2 separate regions of the Sus scrofa genome follow, and region 2 is linked to region 1. The links are chromatin contacts, called in public Hi-C maps. All regions are on one chromosome and are shown on one strand. Each heading gives the region's core, a stretch centred on a gene start, on an enhancer-like site or on the middle of the called end of the contact. The rest is flanking DNA. Distances are from core to core; before and after follow the strand shown. Region 1 overlaps RIC8B (synembryn-B). Region 2 overlaps POLR3B (DNA-directed RNA polymerase III subunit RPC2).

What was found. Hi-C and Micro-C count contacts between places; a contact is called where the count stands out from the background.
Region 2: a contact with region 1 is called in a Hi-C map of skeletal muscle, with 3 times the contacts expected there. The contact joins two enhancer-like sites. A contact is called at or near these places in 3 of 47 Hi-C or Micro-C datasets (embryonic fibroblasts, epiblast stem cells and skeletal muscle).

What each region holds. Positions count from the first base shown.
Region 1 is chr5:13,522,830-13,527,627 of Sscrofa11.1, reverse strand. It overlaps RIC8B (synembryn-B), which reads left to right. Exons shown (of 11, transcript XR_002343919.1): 5 at 4,447-4,675. Among named protein-coding and RNA genes, the nearest start is that of RIC8B, 55 kb to the left of the region's middle. Within about 2 kb of position 2,202, at least 11 of the 83 cell types and tissues checked have an H3K27ac peak or open chromatin away from gene starts, as enhancers often do. A contact at or near this core is called in skeletal muscle, where this site is marked.
Region 2 is chr5:13,821,717-13,826,514 of Sscrofa11.1, reverse strand. It overlaps POLR3B (DNA-directed RNA polymerase III subunit RPC2), which reads left to right. Exons shown (of 28, transcript XM_021091574.1): 24 at 4,324-4,427. Among named protein-coding and RNA genes, the nearest start is that of RFX4, 65 kb to the right of the region's middle. Within about 2 kb of position 1,919, at least 17 of the 83 cell types and tissues checked have an H3K27ac peak or open chromatin away from gene starts, as enhancers often do. A contact at or near this core is called in skeletal muscle, where this site is marked.

The sequences.
Region 1 (4,798 bases), core at 953-3,452:
AAAAGCAAATCTCTGCTTAGAAACCTCTCATGGCTCCTTTTCTGTCTTTAAGATTAAGAGCAAACTTCTTTTGTCACTTTGCATTTATTAATGATCCACAGCCTCATTTGGGACACCTCTGTTTTCCTGCACCTACTCCTTTACCAGTACAACTCTGGTTTAAGGCCGTCAGTAACCCATCTGGCTATAACATATATCTCATCATGGCAGTCCCCTGTAAAATCCCTTTAGGACACTAGACACACATATACGTACCCTTCTGGTCTTGGTTCCCAGGCTAGGGATGGAATTGGAGCTGTAGCTGCCCGGCCTACGCCAGAGCCACAGCAACGTGGGATCTGAGCCACGTCTGCAGCCTACCACAGCTCACGGCAACGCCAGGGATTGAACCCACAACCTCATGGTTCCTAGTTGGATTCGTTAACCACTAAGCCACGACAGAAACTCCATAACCTTCTGGTCTTAATGCCTACTAAGTCCCTGTCCTTTAGAGGCTTTGTCCTTTACTTTAAACTTAGGGGCCTGTTTTCATTTCCTCATAGGTACCATATTCTCTCATTCTTCCAGATATTTATTGTTGCCTCTTATAGTACAGTATGTTTTCTGTTCAAAAGCCCCTTGATAGTTGCCATTTGCTGTGTACCAGGCAGTGTTTTGCATTTAATCCTCACATCAACTTGATGGGATAAATTTATTTCCCTTTACTTTAGAGATAAGGACACTAAGGCCTAGAAGAGGTCATGTAATTTGCCCAATGCACACTTTTACTGAGACAACCTAGAATTCAACCTATTGCTCTGCAAGTTATGTTATGCTGCCTATTCTTAGGAAAAGGAGCTTTTTTTGCTTATTTTGTATACTTAGCACCTAGTACAAGGCATAGTAAATATTTGCTGAGAATGAAGTAAAGTTTGAGCTAATCATCAAGAATGAGCCCATTCTAAGCAGGAGAAAACATGGACAAATACAGAAACGAAAATATGTCTACAGCACATGCAGAGAATAAAAAGCAGGTCACTGTGAGTTTATACTTCTCCACTGGCCCCAGTCTCCTCTTGCCCTGTGCAACAAACCTCCTCTAAAGGCCAACTATCTGATTCTTACACTATTCTCTCTTAAATCCAGTCTACTCAGGCATTTTAGTCCCACTACTCCACCAGAATGGCTGCTATTAAGGTCACATCTGTGTTGTTAAATCCAGTGGATGTTTTATCAGTTGTCATCTTACTTGATCTGTCCACATCATTAGACATAGGTGATCACTCCATTCCTACTGATAGACTCTCTTCCAGGCTACCATCCTTCCTTGGTTTCCCTTCTTCCTCACCAGTTGGAATAGTCTGCAAAACCAATCTGGCCTCTTGTCACCCAGCTGATCTCCCTGTGTATGGTGGTTCAGCCACACCAACTTCTTCACAGTTCTTCAGACACCCTACTGCCTCTGTCCTGGGACCTTCACTCTTGCCCTTCTTCTTCCCCACATAGTCACAGGGCTCACTCCCTAACATCCTTTTTAAGTCTTTGCTTAAATGACACAGTCTGGTGAAGTCTGCCCAAAACTACCCTCTTCAGAATTACAACTCACATGTTCCGTTTCAGCCTCCTGAATTTTACCTTTAGACCTTTATTACCTTCTCTTCCATTAACTTATTTTTTGTTTGTTTACTTTTCATTGAGTATGCTCTCCACATTGGAAAATAAGCTCCACAAAGGCAGGAGTTTCTCTCTCTTTTCTTCATGATACCTGCCTAAAACAATGCCTGGCATTAAGTAATTAGTAGATAATTACTGAACTGAGTTAGATGAAAGTAAACTTATGTATTTACATCTGAAAATCTTTTCGCGATCTTGAAATTCATTCAAGTAGATATTCCAACAATGAAAAAAGATATGTAAGCCCCAAATATAAAAAAGATACATTTGACCAGGAAGGTTTGTTAACAAGCTGTAGGTCTACGTGTGCTGTTATGCTTCTCAGTGTCATCTGATATTAAATTATATTTAGCCCAGTGATTGATACAGGACTGGATTTCAGATTGCCTCTTCTCTCCCACAACTAACAAGACTTTAATCAGAGCTTTAAGAAGCCCAAAATAGGTCCTGCTTTTGAATTTGCATATCAGGAGGGGGCTGGGAGTATGAGTGGGAGGATGTCATGTCCCAGTGATTAATGATCCCTAGGAAGCTGAAAAGGAGAGAGTAATATACACAGTATTTCTACCCCCTGGAGTAGGAATGCAAACACCATTGTGCAGATCTGTGCATAGTCACTGACTTCCTGGTAGCTGGAGAATTTCATACACTCTTCTACCACAAATAAAACTGTCAGAGAAGTGACAGAGCTCAAAAAGCTGGCTTTCCTTACTTAAAAAGAATAGCTCAAACACAGTGAGCCAGAAAATTAATTTTGTAGTTGTTTGAGAACCCAGTTGTTTAATAAGAAACAAGAAAATGAGAACTTTACTTGAAAAGCCTAAAACCTGCAAATATTTGTTGAATCAAACTCTATGTTTCGTTTCTTAAACTTAGCAGATTCCTGGAAACTGCTTATTTTAGATGAATATAAAGGAAAACATTCCTTTGTAATGAACTGCATTGCCTTAAACTTTTCAGTGTGTTCTCTCTGGTAGACTCAGAGAATCACACTTTTGGTGGACTCCAGCCTGTTGCCCTATGTGTTGAAAAAAAAAAAAAAAATCCTCTAACATTTCAGAATGGCTTTTAGTTTTAGAAAGTAATTCCAAGGTAGAGTTCTATTTTTTTTTCTCTTTTAACCTCAGTGAATCTATATTTAATAATAGTTTCCAAATGCTTAAGTCTGAAACAATATTTTTATCTATAAGGAACTACAGATGTTTGCAAAATTCTTATTTTTTAACAAAAATGTTTTTTTCCCCATTTTTAAAAAAGTTTTATTGAAGTGTAGTTGACCTACAATGTTGTGATTACAAAAATTTTGAAAAGAAAGTTTGTGGGTGAAGTACTGTATTTCAGCCAATTGTGATTATTTCCAAATAAACAAAATTAGGGACTTTGCTTAATAATAGTAGTAATAGCAGCAGCAGTAGATTCTTGGTGGGGACAACCAAATAACTTGTGTTTTACAGGGAACCATTTACTTATAGGACTTGTTACATTATTTTTGTTCTTAGTTCCGATTTTTTTGATTCCCTGCACATTACCACTTATTGTTCTCCATTGTCTACTTTTTTAAACTTTGAGTTTTTATGAATTTTTTCCCCAGTAGTATAAAAAGAAAGGAAATATTCTTGGAGAAAAGGAGCCACACTTCAGGGTAAAGGAGAGAAAATATTTTTTATTTTGTTTCTGTTTTGTTGTTTTATTTTATTTTGTAGAGTATCACTCTAATCTAAATTAAAATAAACTACTGTGGGCTAAATTAAGGCAGCATCAGTTAGATTAAGCCCTGAATTTAGTTTCTAAGTAGTTAGACTTTTAAATTGCATTTGCAAGAGTTTATTTTTAGTCAGGATGTGGTTATTTTTAGATCTGGTTCTCTGTCACTAGGAAATGTAATGCCTGTCTCTCCATTGTTGTTTATCAGGAAGTTCTGAGGCACCAGCTTTTAAGATCCAGTTAGCACAGAACATCACCTCTCCTTTTAAATGAAAAAAAATATGAAATAATGTATGGGGGAAAATCAATTAATTGAGAGCATGTCTAATTTTAAAATTGTTAGTGTCATTTTAATCTCTTATACACTAAGGAACAGAACAAGATTTTTAGGGAATACCAAAAAAATACAAGTCTTGAGTTCCCCCTACTGGTGTGCATCCCACGCTTATTATTTCATTAATACATAGCAGAAAGGCCTAGGAATAGAGATTCAAAATAGCTATGTTGGCCTCTTTTAAAGAAATCTGGGGGCAAGAGGGAGAAAAAGGATCATTTTCCATTTTCTGCAAATGTCTTACAAAAAAAATCGTATTTTTACATCTAGAAAGGACAAAACATAATCTTACAGTATTTGTTTCTTAATGTTGCCTCTGTGATAAGCTGCTTATATACTGTGCTCCTCTAATGTTTTATGTTGTAATCTAAGGAATAATAAAACACCAGCGGATCCACAAAAGGATTTAAAACCCCAAGGAAGAACTGCAAAGCTAGTATTGTGTTATAATAAAATTAAGGAGCTGGTGTTAAAGCTCACTAATTCCATTTTAGCATTTCAGAGAGTGACATGACATTATGTGTGATTGTGTATGTCTGTTTAACATCTTTCCAATTTGTCATATGTATATTTGAAATAGTACTCTTTATTTTCTCTCTCTCAGTCATTAAATGCCAAGTAATATTAAAGGCTTATTTTGAAAAAGAAGAATTTTAATTGACTCCTAAAAGTCATTTCTGAACTTCTTATTATGTTTGCATTTTAAAGGACTATTCAATCAAATTAAAATATTGTCTTTTTAAATTGCTTTTCAGCAATGCGGTCAACCTTTTAAGCAATGTTCCAGTCTCTTGTTTGGATGTTCTCATTTGTCCATTAACCCATGAAGAAACAGCCCAAGAGGCAACGACTCTAGATGAACTGCCCAGTGATAAAACAGCTGAGAAAGAAACAGTTTTGAAAAACAGTACCATGGTATACAATGGCATGAATATGGAAGCCATTCATGTTTTACTCAATTTTATGGAGAAGAGAATAGACAAGGTGAGACTGATAAAATGGAAGCTTTGGGAATATGCTTCTAAAGAATATAATTGTACACACATGCAAACATCCAGGACGATTTTTTAATCTAAGCTTTTTTTCATAGGTGACATCTTGAATAAT
Region 2 (4,798 bases), core at 670-3,169, 300 kb before region 1:
AGACTCTGATTAGTGTTATTTCAGCAGGATGCACCACCAGGTTTGCCCTGCATCACGTAGAGCATTCGAGTGTGGCTGGGTGACCTCTACAGGTGTTTTCACTTTCAGCCTTCCTCTAGGGAATGTGTATGGGACACCCCTCGAGGGGACTCGTGGCTCTGAACCTCGTCATTTACCCCCCACCATCAGGGCACTTTTCGCACAGCGTGTAAATTGAGGGAATTGAGGAAACTAATTCTCTCTCACTCAGAAAATAACATATCCATCTCAGAGTGGTAAATTTAACCCAAAAGTGGTTATACATAGGAGGTATATTTGCTAACTAATAATTTTAACAATTAAAAGTGAAGCAGAGTGTGATCTTAAGGGGAGACCTAGCTGTCGGCAAAATAGACAACACTTTGCTAGTTGATTCTTAATAAAGTCACACCAAAAAGAGTTTTCAAATTAAAGATATTATTGCAGGTTTTTTTGCCAGTTATTTCTTGGTTTCCTGTCTCTGTAAAGTAATACGATGTTTTAGTTTTCTCTTACCTTTTTTTTTTTTTTCATGTTCTTAGCTTTTTTCCCCCCTCCTATTTGGATTGAGATGGATCCATTATACTAAGACTAGTTTAAAAAAAAAAAAAAGTCCACAAATGACTTTTGAACAAGTCAGTTGCTGTTCATGATTAGAAATACTTTCTAAGAGTGATTTGTCAGATTAACCAGACTTTTGCTGGATAAACCTATTCTTAAAATGATTTCTATATTTCTGCAAGGCCACGGAAATAGAAATAACAAATTGGCGTAAGAGCCCCCAGTGTCTGGGGCACGACACAGAATGTGGCAGTGGGCGCCCCTGACTTGCCTTTCCCGTGTGGCTTGGCAGTCAGGCTTGTGGCTTCTTTAGATGCCCTACGTTCTTCGCCTTTACAGCTTGAAATTAAGATTGATGGCAATGGAATAATATTTTTTGACTGGGTATCTGTAGAACCTTTCTGCTCTAACTTCCTGGGTTCCAGTTTTTCCTTATTGTCTGTTTTCATTTGTTAAAAGTTCTGTAGTGTGGTCTGTGGTCTAATTCCCATTTGGCCCCTGTGAGTGCATTAAATGTTCCCCAGGCCTGTTAAACTGGTGTCTTTGCATTTCCCTGCCAGGAGGCTGTGCTCTAAACAATGGGGTTGAGACACCAGCCTGAGCCAGGGGATGAAATTTTATTTTAAAATCTGAAATGCTGTGTAAGCATTTAAGGTATGAATCAGTAATTGTTTCACAACAGCTTCCATTCGATATGGTTTATTTGTAGTCCATCCTCTTTTGAAGGATCCAGGGGCGTGTTAACACACTGAGGCGTACTGCATATCATTTACATTTTTAAACCAGCATTAAAGGAAAGTGACTATAACTTTTTTCTAAACATGGGAAGACGTTTTTATGGCTCTGTCCCTGGAGAAACCAGAGTTTTAATTTTTCCTTTGAAAATAAGAGGGGGAAAAAAAAAAAGACCTCCTGCTCTGATTAAAAATGTGAATAATTCTGAAACAGAAATACCTTCTAAAAAAGAAAAGTGTGGTTCTAAGATTGAGAACTCTCTTCCCCCCACTAATGAATTCCGTAAAATACAAACTTTAAAAAATCATCTGTCTAATTTGAGATTCGAGATCATCACATTCTGTCTAAATATTTTGTTTTAACTTCTAAGCTCATTATGGTCTCTTTGTGTTAACTTGTATTAAAATCTGTCAGCTATGGCTGGTCTCATAAGCACAGTCAGCGGACCAGAATAAGTTAATTATTTACTCGTGTGACTAGTGCTCTTCATCTAACGAAATGCACAGCTGTGTTAGATCTGCAGTTGGATGTGTAGCTTCCATTGTTCCGCAAGTCAGCAGAGGGGAGAAGCCGCAATGATGGAGAGCCCTCGGTTCTTTCTGCTGTTCTGGCTTTCTGTGTCGATTTCATGGATCTTTTATCATTCACTTTCACACAAAACAAACAACACAGGCCTGTCTGCTATGGGAACCATCTTGGCATATAAAAGGGTTTTCAGAGCCTAAAGTAATTTTAAGTTAGCTAAGATTTAATTTTTGGCTTACAGGTGCCCTTGATTCAGATGCAGCCACAGCGGCTCCTACAATGGAATGAAAAAAATCTGAAAGTTACTTACATAACCAATGTATTTTTAAATTGCAGTGTCAGAAGAGGGCCTGTAAGAAAACAACTTCCCAAGCGAGGAAGCTCTGTACCAAATATTAATCAGATTTCGAGCAGATTCATTAGGGATCAGATTTCAGGGGAGGGAGCCTTGCTTTCCTTTTAGTAACAAAATAAATTTGCTTGATTGAACGTGTCCGCTGAGACTGAGAACACAAAATGCAAATCGCCCCTCTCCTTACCCTCCCCCAGTGTGTCCTGCTTCCACGCTGCACCTCACTCCCCACCTTCTCTTGTCGGGGTGAAGGGGCAGCTTCCTCTTGAGCAGACGCCGCCGTCCCCCATGAACTGGCCTGGAAGGGGTGCCGCTGATGGGGGTGCCGAGGCTCTTCTCTTACACTTTTACACTTTGCGTTAAGGGATGTAGCTGAACCCTCCAGCTCCTCACCAGCCAAAGGGACGTTCTCACCCAAGCGCATCCCAGGACTGGCCTCTTCAGGAATTGCCGGTTCTAACATTTTGTTCACTGCTAAACAATGTTGTTGTCGGTGCACCTAGATTTACAGTTTGATCTCTTTCAGGGTAGATTTCCCAGTGGCTCTAGTGTTTTGTCAGATAATTTCAGTGTGGACAAGATGGATTTTGGGAGGGAAGAAAGGAGGGTCACAGACTTAGCTTGATTTAAATTCTAACACATTGCAGCTGAATTTGAAAAAAGTGGACTGAATGTTTTCTGTGCTTGATGCAGGAAAGCGTATGTTCTTTATCATTAAACAATACAATTTCAACCAAAAAGCCAATTAAAGTACCTCCATGCTCTAGAATTCAACCCCAGTCTAACTACCATACAGTTGGCAGCCGCTAGAAATCTGAATATTGATAACTGACATTAAATAGGCAAATGGCATTCTTTTTCTTTAGATGTCAGCTCTGGGTGGTTATACACATCACGAAAAATTTAAGATAGTGTGAGTAATTATGTAGAAATCAAACTGAGGAATAGTTTGAGAATAGTTTCTTTTCAATAGGTGCAGATGTTTGATAACTTTATATACAAAGGAGAAGAAATTTTACTGTAACAGCACTTTTTTCTCGGTCTAACACCATCATACATTAGCTTTCTAATTCTGAATTGTATGGTCAATAGTCTGACTTGTGCCCCTATATGCCTTGTACCAAGGAAGAAATCAGAGGAATTAAAAAAAAATTTAAGCAGTAAATTAAATGTAAGGCTGAGTTCACTTACAACCAGTCCGAGTAGCAGGTTTGAACTTTGGCATTGGCTGTTATCAGGTGTCAGTTTGCAAAAACTTAAGGATAAAGTTGATTATACCAAGAAAAAAGTCCCCACAACTTAAGCAATAAAATCCCCTATAGGTTGGAATAATATTTAAGGAATAATTTTAGACACCATCCATAGCATGCAGGGAGTTGGTGGGGTTTTGTTTTGTTTTCATTCTTAGAATTCCATTTCTAATTCTAGCCTTTTCTACCAAGAATAATTTGGCATTTAATTTTCTTATTCAACTTTACAACTTCAATCACAGGTCACTTTTCTAATGTGCCATAAGCTATAGGAATTAAAATTCCTTAGGGCAGTTTAGGCTCAGCCAGGCAAGCCCTGGCAGAAACCAGCCAACCTCCCAACCAGCCAGGGCTCGGCAGCCAATAGGTAGACGGGTCAGCACATCAGCCACACACAAGTCCTCCTTGTCCCAGTCTTTCAAAACCACAACTTAAACACAGCCCTCGCTCAATCAGTTCTGTGTTTGGTGGTCAGAGAACTTGCATTCCTGTGATTTGGGTACAGTACGTAGCAGATCCTCAAACACGCTGACAAGGAGCAAGATTGCAGCTGACTTGCAGTTTCAGGGACGTCGCCAGGGCCCAGGCCCAGTGAAGCGGCTGCTCCTCGTCTCCGTGGCACAAGAGGTTGGGCGAGCAACCTGACAACACGCTGTGTGGCATGCCAGCAGCCCAGGCCCCAGGCTGCAGTGCCTTTCTGCAAGGACAGCCGTGTTTTAACTGTCTGTCCAGCAGGGTTGTCGTGTTTGTTTCTGTTTCTGGAGACCGTGGAGGGGGTGTGAGAGCAATGGAATCGAGATGGCAGCCAGGAGACCCCCGTTCAGTGCTGCGTTCTTCTTTCTGCTGACTTGCTTTACGTGGCATGAAATCCTCTCTCCCCAGGTGTCTGTGGCTTGATCGTCCCTCAAGAAGACATGCCATTTTGTGATTCTGGCATCTGTCCCGACATCATCATGAACCCCCATGGCTTCCCATCTCGAATGACGGTCAGTACTTTTTCAGAGGCGCTGCTGTTTTTGTTTTTTGTTTTTTTTCTGGTTTGTTTTTTTATTTATTTATTTTTTGGCTGCCCCCATGGTATGTGGAAGCTCCTGGGCCAGGGATTGGACTGGAGCTGCTACAATGACAATGCCAGATCCTTAACCCGCCGCACCACAAGGGAGCTCCCAGAGGCACTGCTTTTAAGGAAAAAGGCAGGCAGTTGATTTGCAGTAAGTGAAAGAGATGAGACCCTCAAACTGGTTTCTAGAAAGGGCCCTGTGCCCTCTTGCTAAATAAATAGGTTCCTAGACCCTGGCAGTGGTGGGCCAACCTCCTCTACAGAGCAGACGTGGAGAGGTCTGTGCTTCCCTGGGGA